Linked DNA regions of Mus musculus: region 1 is linked to region 2. The links are chromatin contacts, called in public Hi-C maps. All regions are on one chromosome and are shown on one strand. Each heading gives the region's core, a stretch centred on a gene start, on an enhancer-like site or on the middle of the called end of the contact. The rest is flanking DNA. Distances are from core to core; before and after follow the strand shown. Region 1 overlaps Gm29345 (a long non-coding RNA gene). Region 2 has its middle 30 kb from the start of Gm46155.

The links. Hi-C and Micro-C count contacts between places; a contact is called where the count stands out from the background.
Region 1: a Hi-C map of cerebellum shows a contact between it and region 2, with 2.1 times the contacts expected there. The contact joins two enhancer-like sites. A contact is called at or near these places in 15 of 484 Hi-C or Micro-C datasets (the BV-2 cell line, the C10 cell line, the HL-1 cell line and 7 more) and 4 of 115 datasets of contacts at active chromatin or transcription factors (the NIH/3T3 cell line, embryonic stem cells and stem cell-derived neural progenitor cells).

What each region holds. Positions count from the first base shown.
Region 1 is chr1:120,813,742-120,820,793 of GRCm38.p6, reverse strand. All of the region lies in intron 1 of Gm29345 (a long non-coding RNA gene), which reads right to left. Among named protein-coding and RNA genes, the nearest start is that of Gm29345, 11 kb to the right of the region's middle. Within about 2 kb of position 3,048, at least 24 of the 459 cell types and tissues checked have an H3K27ac peak or open chromatin away from gene starts, as enhancers often do. A contact at or near this core is called in cerebellum, where this site is marked.
Region 2 is chr1:121,174,368-121,181,020 of GRCm38.p6, reverse strand. No RefSeq gene overlaps it. Among named protein-coding and RNA genes, the nearest start is that of Gm46155, 30 kb to the right of the region's middle. Within about 2 kb of position 2,805, at least 25 of the 459 cell types and tissues checked have an H3K27ac peak or open chromatin away from gene starts, as enhancers often do. A contact at or near this core is called in cerebellum, where this site is marked.

The sequences.
Region 1 (7,052 bases), core at 1,799-4,298, 360 kb after region 2:
ATATGAGCCTTTATTTATTTATTTATTTATTTACTTATTAACATGCAAAGGTTTATGTTTATGTTTATTTATTTGTGCTTGCCCATTAGTGCAGGTATCTACAGAGACCAGAAGAGGGCAATAGATCTCTGGAGCTGGAGATAGAGGGGGCTGTGTGTCACTTGACATGGATGCTGAGAATAGAATTCGAGTACTCTTAGAAAGCATTGAGCTCTCTTAAGACACCATCAATAAGAAAAAGACCACCAACAGATTGGGAAAGGATCTTTACCTATCTTAAATCAGATAGGGGACTAATATCCAATATATATAAAGAACTCAAGAGGGTGGACTCCAGAAAATCAAATAGCCCCCTTAAAAGATGGGGCTCAGAGCTGAACAAAGAATTCTCACCCGAGGAATACCGAAAGGCTGAGAAACACCTGAAAAAATGTTCAACATCCTTAATCATCAGAGAAATGCAAATCAAAACAACCCTGAGATTCCATCTCACACCAGTCAGAATGGCTAAGATCAAAAATTCAGGTGACAGCAGATGCTGGCGAGGATGTGGAGAAAGAGGAACACTCCTCCATTGTTGGTGGGATTGCAAGCTTGTACAACCACTCTGGAAATCAGTCTGGTGGTTCCTCCGAAAATTGGACATAGTACTACCAGAGGATCCCGCAATACCTCTCCTGGGCATATATCCAGAAGATGTCCCAACCAGTAAGAAGGACACATGCTCCACTATGTTCATAGCAGCCTTATTTATAATAGCCAGAAGGTGAAAAGAACCCAGATGTCCCTCAACAGAGGAATAGATACAAACAATGTGGTACATTTACACAATGGAGTACTACTCAGCTATTAAAAAGAATGAATTTATGAAATTCCTAGGCAAATGGTTGGACCTGGAGGGCATCATCCTGAGTGAGGTAACCCAATCACAAAAGAACTCAAATGAAATGTACTCACTGATAAGTGGATATTAACCCAGAAACTTAATATAGCGAGATATAAGGTACAATATGTAAAACATATGAAACTGAAGAAGAACGAAGACCAAAGTGTGGACACTTTGCTCATTCTTAGAATTGGAAACAATCACCCATGGAAGGAGTTACAGAGACAAAGTTTGGAGCTGAGACAAAAGGATGGTCCATCTAGAGACTGCCATATCCAGGGATCCATCCCATAATTAGCCTCCAAGCGATGACACCATTGCATACACTAGCAAGCCTTTGTTGCAAGGACGGTGATATAGCTGTCCCTTGAGAGACTAGGCCGGGGCCTAGCAAACACAGAAGTGGATGCTCACAGTCAACTATTGGATGGATCACAGGGCCCCCAATGGAGGAGCTATAGAAAGTATCCAAGGAGCTAAAATGATCTGCAACCCTATCGGAGGAACAACATTATGAACTAACCAGTACCCCAGAGCTCTTGACTCTAGCTGCATATGTATCAAAAGATGACCTAGTCGGCCATCACTGGAAAGAGAGGCCCATTGGTCAGGCAAACGTTATATGCCCCAGTACAGGGGAATGCCAGGGCCAAAAAATGGGAATGGGTGGGTAGGGGAGTGAGGGGGGGCACTTTTGGGATAGCATTGGAAATGTAATTGAAGAAAATACGTAATAAAAAAAAAAAGAAAAGAAAATAAATTTAAAAAAAGGAAGCATTGAGCTCTCTTAACCATTGAGCCATCTCTCCTTCCTCACTCATTAACATTTAAACATAATAAACATTTCATCCACATGAAACCACAGTATTAGAATGAGTGAAAAATGTGTAAACTGTTCATAGTAATTTTCATATTGAATATTTATTTTTTTCATGTATTTCACAATATACAGAACATCTTGGGACCATAGTTTATGCAGACAACTTATGTCAACAAGTATGCACATATTGGAGGGTCTCATGTACAGTGTATTTTTCTGATATTTACATAATAAAAATAATTTGGAGGCTATTAACAGTGTATACAAGTACCACAGTATGACGGTTAGTTTCAATTGTTACTTTGAATAACCCAGAAAGAGATTCGGTGAGGAATTGTTTAGGTCAGGTTGCCCTATGGACATGGACATATCTGTGGGGATTGTCTTAAGTTTGTTGATGTGGAAAGTCCCAGCCCATTGTGGGTGCCACCATTCCCTAGACACAGGGGAGGGGGAGCGGTCATAAAATGCAAAGTTGGAGAAACTGAGCTGAGCACAAGTAAGCAAGTAATACACACATTCATTTCTCTCGTCTCTTGTCTTCTCTTTTCTTGTCTTCTTTTTTCTTGTCTTCTCTTCACAGTGAGCTTGATTTAGATAGCTATTTGAAGTTCCTGCCTTGACTTCCCAAGAATGGGCTTGTAAGCTGAAATAAACTATCTTTTCCCCTATGTTCCTTTTTGTCAGGGTATTTTTATCACAATGACAGAAATTAAAGCAGGACACATAGTATCCTAAGAATTTGTCTGCAGTCCATCTTCTGCTTGGTCCTTTGGGGAAAGAATCCCAGCTATCCATAGAACTGTAGGTGTGATACAAGCTTAAGGACATGTAGGGAATGCCTGCCCTCTGTGTTCTTCTAGCTGCCTTTGCCTTTAAAGAGCAAATGAAACTCAGCTAACCTGGGGGCAGGTCCAGGAAGAAACACATGGATGTGTCCCAGGTTTTCTGGAAATCCCATCTCCCCTTCAGTAATTGCTTTCTGTTGTCTTTTTAATTTTCCTTTTTTTTTTTTTTCAAATTTTAATTGTCATGGCTTGTGTGTGTTTTCTGCTTTCAGCTGCCTCCAATCCTTTTACGGAGGCGGCAGAGCATAAATCATAAATAGTTATAATAACAGCCTATGAAAAAAAGAGCACTAACCTTTTTCTCTTTCTAAACAACCTAAAAAGATGAATGCAATTGCAAGAGGATTGCTCAACCTATTTAGCAGAAGTGGTCCTTTTAAGCACTTTATAAGCAATCATTTACATTTAAACAATTAGTGTTCTAATTGCTAACACTCTATTCACATCAAGCCAATTCCTTTTGGCACAGATCTGTTAGCCTAATAGAGGACTGGTTCTGCTTGAGCTGAGTGCAGTGGCAGATCTTCACAACAAAACTGCTGATGTGGACGACTCTGGTGCACTCCTTTGTGTCCCTGCAGGACCCAGAACACTGCCCTGCCCCAGGTCTCTGCTAAAAGATATCTCAAATGACACACTCTAGAATGATAGGCTGTAAATAGCTTAACAGACCTCTTCAAAACTACATTTTATAAGAGAGAAAACTTATACATAAACAGTCCCAACTCAAGCCATCCAATAAGATAAGGGACTATATGGAACCTCAGTGCTACTACAGTGAAATGGAAGGCACAGAAAGGAGAGTCCCTGGAAGTACACAACCATCCTATATGCAGTAGAGAGTGCCTCAAACAAGGTGGACGGCTAGGAACAACATTCTAAGGTTTGCCCTCCAACCACTACATGAGAACCATGGCACTTCTGTGTTGAAATACACGCACATACACACACACACACCACCTCCTGTACACAAACCACCACCACTATCACCACCATCATACCAGATGAGGGCAGGTAACAGAGAAGGGGAGAGAGGGAGAGAGAGAAAGGGAAAGAGAACTCTTTGTCGATTCTCCAGTAACCCAAGTTCTTTTCTAGTACTGAAAGGAGGTGTTATTTAATTTAGCTCTCTGCAATTCTCACTGTCTTTTGAGGTAATTAACACGAATTTCCAAACCTTTTAGATGGCTTGTGATGATTTCATCTTTGCTCATTATTCCCGGACAAGGACTTCCTGCTGTGAGGAGAAAGTTCCCCGTTTTCCATTTCTGATGAGTTTCTGACAGCTCCCTGACATCAGGGTTGAGAAGTGACGAAAATCTTAGCCCCATTGTGGGAACCCTGAAACCAAATGGTGTGAGCCATCAAACCCAAGCCGTGTCCTGGGGACTGACTTCTTCATTCAATTGTCTATGAAGAAATCAACAACTATTGTATTTCTGAGACACCCCCCATGCCATCTTCACCACCCCTCAAGACACACTCTGTGTTGAGAAAATCCAGGCGACAACTGCTAATGAAACAACAATGGGCCCTTGCTCCATCAAGGACAACTCCAGGAAAAATAATTACAAGCAGGGATGCTCTCCAAAACCCACAGATGGCTCCACCAGCTCTTTCCCCAGAGTTAAAGACAGACCTGACAAACACTATCAGCCTCAAGGATGTCAAAAGTAGAGAGACCAGGGAAAAGGGGAGAAATAGATGAAGACATCGCTAGCTGGACCAAAAGAGAGGCCGAGGTGGTGAGCAGTGGGAGGGTGGGGGGAGAGATTCCTGAGTGAAGAGACATCACAGCTGACATCATTGGGCAGGGCAGGCTGAGAAACAGCTGAGCTAGCAAAACGAGCTCCCAGCAGTCTCAAGAGACAGCCCCACAGCACAGAATAAGCCAGGAATAAGCATTCTTCTCTGGCAGCACAGACAGCATCAGTGAGGCTGAAGGGGGATCCAAGGAGCTCCAAGATTTCTTGAGACAGCATAAAGAGGAGTCGAGAAATACAGTGTCACTCCTCTGCCTGGCTGGTGCTTGCCCTTCTTCAAGGGATCTAGAAGTGACAACTTCCAGCCAAGACACAAAGACTCTAGTTGTGTGTCTTTAACTAGCTATTCATAACACTATTGGGCCCCTCATCTCAGATCTCTAAGCTTGTAGAATGTTGTATAAAGGGGAAGATCTGCGATTTTCAGTTGTTTAAGTGTGAAATTCTTTTCTCTAGTAACTTCATAGCATCCTGCATGAATAATTAAGACTAAGAAGACAGAAACGGAAATGGCCCAGGCAGCACTCCTATATGGCAGACACCAATACTGGGACAAAGGTCAAACCACTCAAATAAAAAAAATCATAAGTACTTTCCAGCTTGCTCCTTCTGTGGTTCCACCATCTGGACCTCTGGGGATGCTGGTGGAGAGTAAGGCAATGGGGTGAAGTTAGGGCTGGGGATTCTAGAGCAGGAAGATGCTAGACAGACAGAAACACTAGAAAACAACAACGGTGACTGTCCCAAGGAGCCATGAATTCAAGTCGCTGTACTATGGAGCTGTACATTTGAGTAGCTTTCCTGTGGAACAACAGCCTTTGAGCAGCTGTCCCATAGAGCTACACGTTTCATTAGCTCCTTGCTGTTGCTCTCATGCACTGTCTGGTTTAACTTCCTTCCTTCCTCCAGCATGGAACATATTTTTCAAAGAAAAAAAACTATAACATACAAAACAGATCACAATGAAGCAAAGACCCAGCTTTCTTGCCACATTTCTTGGCTAGCACCTCATAGGGACCCCAAGATACTCCTGAAAACCATTCCCCATTGCTGTACTTAATACCTGTGACCTTTCATGAATGCTATATACGTAAATCATACTGCAAACAGCTATCTTTCACATAATACAATTGTGAGGTTTTTCTATGTTGTATTCCATTTTCTTCACTCATCACCTACTCATGAATACCTGGTTGTTTTACTTCATAAGGTTGTGTGTGTGTGTGTGTGTGTGTGTGTGTGTATGCCTCTGTGTGTGTGATGCAGGTGTGGGAGAAGCATGCAAGTCTGTGTATCTATGTGTGGAGGTCAGAGTAGCACTTCTACTGTATTCTTCAGGTGCCAAACATCATGAGTTTGCCGAAACAGGGTCTCTTACTGACCTAGAACTTGCCAAGTAGGTTAGCCAGTGATCCCTAAGGACCTGCCTATCTCTGCCTCCCAAGTGTTGGGATTATAAACACTCACTGACATACCTGGCCCTTTAAAACATGGGTCCTGGGGAACCAAACTCAAGTCCTTATACTTATAAGGCATGTACTTTACTGCCTGAAGTATCCTTCCAGACCTGTTTTCCCTGCTCTACATACTGAAAGGAATTGCTAGGAAACCTTGAGAATTCCCTCTTTGACCCTCAACTTCACAACTGGCTGAGATTTCTGTGAAGGTTGCAAAATCAGAAAGAGCCCAGTGACCTGGATATTTAGAGACTTTTAAGTGCTTCAGAATCAACAGTCTCACTTTGTCGTGGTCACTGCTGCCAGCCTGTCATCTAGTCAGTGTGAGAGTCCCCCACAGCCAAGGAGGGGAACATAAGCCAACACAGCCCTGGCGGTGCTGTGCCCACCCACTATGGGGTAAGTTGGCATCATTACACACACAGGGTTGCACATGAATTCCCAGACAGTTGCATCACAGCATCCATGTAACACACAGGCAGGTGTCACAAAGCACGGACACCCGAACCAAACCAGCTTTAGCACATTTCACAGTACATCAGGGCCTTCCCTCCCCAGCCCATTCATGCAGAGGAAACTGATACATGTGCTGGAGACCCCGGGACAGACCGCAGACGCTGCCTCTGGAGGCCAAACCTTCATCTTGATCCTTGAGAGAGGCTATCTGGCTACAAAGGTCCTTGAGAAACATTTGCAGTCAAGGGCCTTCCTCTTTGCTTCTGGTGTGTGGTGGTTTCACTGATAGATTTCTCTGCTTGGCAGCCCCGAAGATGAGGTGATATGGTCTATGTCCCTGCCTTTGGGATCATAAAATACATGCATTCATTAGGAACAGCTTAGCCCGGAAACACCACCCCATGCACTGGCCATGGGATCCCCTAGTGGAGAGACTGACCCTAGAGATTGAGATTGGCCTGTTTCAGCAAGGCCTGTCACCCCACACTTACTGCTGCTATTGTAAATCTGATCCCATGGAGGCAGAACATATTCCTAGTGCTAGCAGAGACCAGGGTGGGGACCTGTAGCACAGTATGGAGCTGAAGTCTGCTTTGCAGCAGATGCTTCTGCCTCAAGCCCATGGCCTCCCTAGAAGCTAGTGTGTGTGTCTGTGTGTGTCTGTGTGTGTGTGTGTGTTTCTGTGAGTGCATGTACATATGTAAGCATCCATTTGTGCATGCAGAGGCCAGAGGACAAACTTGCCTGTTGCTCCACAGAAACACTATTCATCTTGTTGGTTTATTTGTTTTTGAGATAGGGTTTCTCACTTTTACCTGGAAC
Region 2 (6,653 bases), core at 1,556-4,055:
TTGAAATCTATGAAAAACCAGATGTATGTGAACCTAGCCGACTTCACCAAAGAGCTTGAATACAACATGTCATTGTGATTAATTGTGGGCAATGGGGGTCTTATGAACCCAAGAAGGAAAGGCGTTTGTTTCTCTGCTGCTACAGTTATAGGCTCCATTTTGTTTGCAAGCATTCCCCGGAGGACTGCGCATGTGGGATAGCGGAGTCTACTACACGCATCCTTTACTGAAGTCCAACCATATACCAGGCAGAGACGGTTCAGTAAACTATCATGTAAAGATGCAGCTTTCATTTCAGAGAGCTCTTTCAAAGACAAGATAAAGGAAAAAAAAACTGGTTTCCTAGTTTAAAGCATCTTTATAAAAACCAGGCTGTAGGGAATCTGCCAGGAGTTTTCAGAGAAGCAGAGGGACGCTCCGCCTACAGATACCAACCGGACACAATTGTGAATAAAAGAATTCTTTTATGGAACCAGTCGGGTGTTTTTGTCCTCCAAGCTACCAGAAGGTGGCGCGAATTCACCGTTGAAACTGCAAAGAAGCAGCAGCAGCGAGGCTTTCTTTTCTTGCGCCTGGCCCTGTGAGCCTAGTAAAACAGAGAGAAAGAAAACAACCTCCCCCCCCCCACACACACACCCCAAAAAAAGAAAGAAAGAAAAAAACCCACCCAAGCCCGTTCTCTATTTAAAAATAAACGAATGGCCCGAAAAGGTTCGTCTTTGTAAAAAATAAATCATTCTCAGGTTGCAATCGTCCACGTTTTTATAGCGCGCCTCTTCTGATGAGAGTCAAAGAGCCGAAGAAGCGCTGGATAAAGATTTGTGGAGGACAATTTCCAGGATTTTGTGTAAGAAACTTAAGCAGCCGCTTCGTGTGTTCAAGAACCACCATATTCAGAAATGGCTAATGTTGACGGTTCTAATAAACATCAAAAAATAAAGAAGTTGTAAGGCACACATTGCGTTTTATTTTGAAAATACTCATGATATTTAGGTATTTGGACGTCTTTAGAACATCTAGGACCAGACGCTGTGGAGCTTTCTTCTGTATTTTCCAAAAGAAAATTAAATGTTAATAGAGAGAGCGAGGGATGTGACAGTGAGCTCATAGACACAAAAGGAGAGACCCCACCCCAACCCCCCAAGCCACCACCGTTAATGCCAACCAGAATAACAAAATCTGCTTCCTTGGTCCGGTGAGGGTAGCCCCTGAATCAAGCTCTGCCTGAAGTAGCTGGTCAGATGCCTGTGTTAGTGGACATTTTCCCCAACATTCTCGAATATTTTAGGGACTGGATAGTCATCAAGAAGAAAGGGTTTTTTTTTTTTTTTAATTAAAAAAATTTAATTAAAGGTCCGACTAACTAAAGCACAGTAAAAAACAAAACTCAAACACCCAAAACCAACCAAACAAAAAGCATTTTTTACATTCTAGTTGAAAGCCGTGGTTTAAAGCTAAAAGGTCTGTTTAAAAAAAAAACAAAAACAAAATGATAATATCTTTTAAAAAATACTCCCAAAGCTTCTTATAAATAAAGCAAACCAAAGATCCCAAGGATGTTTTCAAATTAGAATTTCTAAGGAAATTCCAACTAAGAAAGTGACCTCAGGCTTAGCCCTCATATTCCAACCTGAAGATTGAACTAAATCTTAACAAATGTTACTAAATACAATGTATTCTTCTTACAAACTAAAACCTATCTTCTAAAAAATTAATTTACTTTCTGCGTTGATGGGATCCTTTTTCATTTGACTTCTCGCCATGCCTTGTAATTAGTCTTCCTTGATCTGTTTCTCCTAAGGAAAGAAAATGTATAGAAAGAGGGGAAAATGAAATAAAAAACAAGCTTGTAAGTTGTAGTTAAAATATTTTGCTTCATCACGCCTGGTGGGAAGAGAACCAAGAACACTGAAGTCTGGCTGAAAGAACCACACTCCAGTTCCTCTCAATTCCGAACCTCAAGTTTATTTCTTAAAATCTTGGGGGCTTGGTTATGAAGCCGATGGACTTGGCACGGAAGAGAGTGGATTGTAATTCATTTGAGAGAGGAATCCGGGGTGGGAATGGAAGGGGGGGGGGCTTTGCTGGAAGGATGGGTGGGTTTTCTTCAGCAACTTTTTCTTGGCCGGTTTCATGGAGTGCCCTGGAGTTTAAACCGAGTTTCTAGTCTCACCTGGAAAAGTTACCCGCTTCATGGCACCGGCTTTGTCTGACGATCCTGGATAGATCGTGCTCACAGCACCCGTAGGGAAACAAAATTCGCCTATTTACCACCTCTTTCTCTCTGTCCGAGTCCAAACAAGGTTTGGGGATCTCGGCTCTCAGGGAGATAAAAGAGTTTTATTTTAAGTGGGACACACGTCAAAGTTAAACGTTGTTACTTTCTTACTTTGCAGCTATGCTGCAGGGTGGGTCTTCATTTCCTATTTCATTATCTTTCTTTCTTTCTTTCTTTCTTTCTTTCTTTCTTTCTTTCTTTCTTTCTTTCTTTCTAAACTTTCGTCTTTAACATTTTTTTTTTTGGTCTTTTTTCCTCCTTCGATTCCTCCAAAAGAAAAGGGAAAAAAATATTTTTTTTTAAACTCGGCTTTGCTTTTATTGCCCATGACTCCCCAAAGAACAGATTTCACTTCTGTTCCCCTGTGCATTATCTGGGCAATCCCGGGCCTCGGCCACTACTCGGGTTTGATTTTATTTGGGGACCTTTGAGAAATGTTTTGGCAGCAGTGAGTGTGCGCGCAGAGCCCGGGAGCCTTGCAAACCTAAAAGAGGCAATTGTGTCCACAGACTGGGAGCCAGGATCCTCGAGCTCCAGGTTCCAGGGACGCCCGGCAGCACCCCTTGCCCGCGTACCGCGCAGTTCTAACACGAGACGCGTCCCCGCAGGGCTGCCGGCTTTAGGGAAAGGGACAGAAAGAGACGAAAATGCCACCTCGGCAGAGCTCATTCGGGTTTTCTTTTGCAATCCAAGGCTCCGGCTGGGGCTGGGTGGCTCGCGGAGAAAAGCAGGGCCCTAGAACTCCGCGGCCTTTGTCGTTGCCACTCTTCAGGCTTCGTGGTCCCCTCCCCTGGTGCCCGCCCCTGGACGCGCCTTCTCCTTCCCGCGCAGACGGCAGGGGAAATTGAACCCCAACTCCATCTTCCATTTTGCAGCCCCTTTAGAGGGACTCTGAGGGGGGAGGACACAGAGAAAACGTGAAAAGACAGGCTGTTATTTATGACTGGCGAGTTGTACTGTGGCACCAGATGGTGGGACTTTCAGGCTAGGCCACCGCACCCCCCCCCCAAGGTTCCCGGTTTCCCAAACCTTACACCAACAGGGCCCTGTGTGGTAGTCACCCGCAGGGCAACGCCTTAGGCACCCCCTTCATTGCTTCAAGTCCCCACCACATCGCTTTAGCTAAATGAACTTGATGGTAGACAGACTTTTTAAAAAAATGTATCCCTTGCAATTAGAAACACCCACCACCACCCCACGATTAATGATCTTTTGACATCTGTACACAGGCGGTGGTGCTGTCCTTTCCGGAGGAGGGGAGGGGGGCGAGATGGCCAGGTGGAAGGTGGGGTCGGGTTAAGAAGCCCAGAAGGGCCTCACTTCCTCTTCGTTTTGTCGCCCTTTGTTGTACATACGGGGGCAAGCAAGGTCTGCCAATCACTACCGTCTCCCTTTCTTGTTCTATAAAGACAGGGTCGTCACAGCAACCGGGACATGACAGGCTGGTATCTCTCTCGAGCTACAGGGGTCCCCTAATAGGATTGAAGAGAAAGATCAAGCGAACGGTTTCCTATTTGGGGCCCTGTAATAACTCCTAACTGCTTGCATATACATGGCCCTTACAGTTTCGGCAGACAACTTTTAATCCCAGAATCACAGGCCTGTTCTCCGCAGGGTCTACTTTAGAGAGAACTGGACAGACCTTCTTCTCCCTGTCCTTAGCCGCTCATCTTCTCCCTTTATTTGAGAAAAGAGATGAGGACTCTTCCGGATCTCACCAACTCCCCTCCCCGGAAAAAAAAATCCTCAAACCCCTGAAGGTGTGATATCATTAATTCATTTTTAGCCATCTCGGAGTAAGTTTAGAGAGAACAAAGGCATCCCCGTTTTAGTATTCAGATAAAGTCTTGGGTGGGCTCAGAAGTTTACTTTGGGAGACATTGACCTTGAATGTGATTTCCCATAGAAACAAAAAGCTCAGAGGGACCTGGGGCAAAGGATGAAAGTGTTCGCTCTCCTGTTCTCTGTGTTCAGAGAGAAGCAAGTAGAGCTCAGGAGCCTGTGGGTGTGGTGGGTGGCCTGGTGTGGGCATTGGCAGAGGAGAGAGAAGGAACCACATCGCAAAGAGGGTGTTTTCTTTTCAAGCCTCTACTCTGGGAGCCAGTTGAACTGGAGTAGGAGGAATGAGACAGAGTGGGAGAGAGAGGGAGTGGGAGAAGGGGAAAGGGAGAGGGAATAGGAAGGAGAGGGAGAGGCAGAGGGAGAGAGGGAGGGAGGGGGAGAGAGAGAGAGAGAGAGAGAGAGAGAGAGAGAGAGAGAGAGAGAGAAAGAAAGGAGGGGAGGGGGAGGAGGGAGGGGGAGGAGGGAGGGGGGAGGGAGACTACTTGAGAAACCTAAATGCTAAGCACCTTGGAATAATCAGGGTCATCGACATCTGTTACCATAGATGTTTGTTTGCTTTCTGATTGGGGAGAGAAATTCTCTCTCTCTCTCTCTCTCTCTCTCTCTCTCTCTCTCTCTCTCTCTCACACACACACACACACACACACACACACACACAGTGTTTTTCCTCCCTCCCCTTCCTCCCATCCCCCTCCCTCCCTCTCTCTCTTCCTCCCTCTGGCTGACTTACCCTTTCTTTCTCCCTTGGGCTGGCAATGAATTCTAAACTAAGGGAGTTCTAGGGTCTTTCTCTTCCAAACAGCATTTCCCAGGTCTTTGTACATAGTTTGCTTAAGAACAAAACATGGCCTGTCTAGGGAGATGGTTCAGTAGGTATAGCACTTGCCTATGTGACCTTGGATCCCCAGAGCCCAGAGTTTTAAAAAGCTGATCATGGTGCAAACTCTAATCCCAGTACCTCCAAGGTGAGTTGGGAGATGGAGAAGGGAGAATCCAGATAGCTGGGGTCAGAAGGAGCTAGCCTAGCCTACCTGGTGATGGATGATAAAGAGACCCTGCTCCCAAAGTGGTAGACCTTGAGTACTGATGCCTAGAGTTCTCTTCTGACTCTCACATGTGTGCCACACTCACACATATGATCATATCCACTCATAGGCACACAGATCACACATGAAACAAATAAATAAAAAATAAATGTATTAAAAGACACACATGTACACACACTCAAGAAGATCAGCATGACACTACTACCTTGTAAGTGAATACAAGTAGTCATGTGAAATGAGGAAAATGGGCTTTGTCATGTGGTCACAGTTGGGGAAACTGAGGCATGGGGACTTTCTCAGTGACCTCCTGGAAAGAACCAAAGTACACAATTCTGTCTTCAGCTGCAGACATGTCTACCTCTTGGAGTTTGTGAGACAACACTGTCATCTACAAAGTTCACCCTGGAGAACTACAGAATCAAGTTATAAAAAATAAATCACAAAGAACTCTCATCATTTTTAAATTCAATTTATCATTTTGGGTAGGTTACTATCATGGGATGCGCATGGTCTCTGGACTATTGATTGGACACATCTAAACCACTGGATTCTCTGCACACAGAGAATATCTGTCTTGGAAGTGTCTGTGAGAGGCAAGGGGGTTGATATCAGAAGTGTGTGGACATGTGTTCTGAGGTCACGGGAAGGGACTCTGACAAAGGTGCATGGCCACCAAGTGGGCCACAACCATGTTATAAAGGGTATCTCAGATTTTGATGAAACATAGAAGAGAGATTCTGGAAGTACAGTAGAGTCAGCAAACCAAGGAGACCAAGGTAGGAATGAAAGAAGAGACAGCTAAGATATGGTGCCTTGAGGTAACAGACATGGGGATATTTTAGATGGCCACATGTGGGATTATAAAGCTCTCATGTAGTATTTTCTCTCATAACTCAGTAAGACTCTGGGTATTCTAAAGGAAACTTATTAAGACACAAGAAACAACTCAGGAGTCTCAGGAAGTCCCTGAAAGTGATTGGATGCACAAGGCACTTTCCTTCCAAGCTTATATAAGCAGGAAGGGCTGATGAGAAGACAGAGAGCAGCTGAGCTGTCTGAAAGAGGTGCCTCACCTATCCACTTGCTTGGAGCTCATGCAGAGAGCTCCAGGTCTCCAGCTTTTCTGAGTGATCATCAATGTGGAGGTGGCCTTTCAGCAATGCAGCTGCCTTTGAGTCACTCATGTCCTATAAGTCATGATTCATGCATACTCCATAAACCCAACAAATTCATTGACTCACCAAGTTAGACCTTGAGTGTATCATTATTTTGGTCTTTATCTGGGTTGAGCAGTTACTTGTTAATGTCTTCCCAGAAATAGTATCACACCAGAGAAGACTTGGATCCTGACATCTTGGTGCTATGGCTGTGGTAAAGACGTAATATGTTGAGTGCTGTTGCAAACCAGCTCAGGGACTACTCTCCCAAAAGTGACCTATGGGAGAAAAGGTTTCTTCTGGCTCACAGTCCATCACACCAAAGCAACG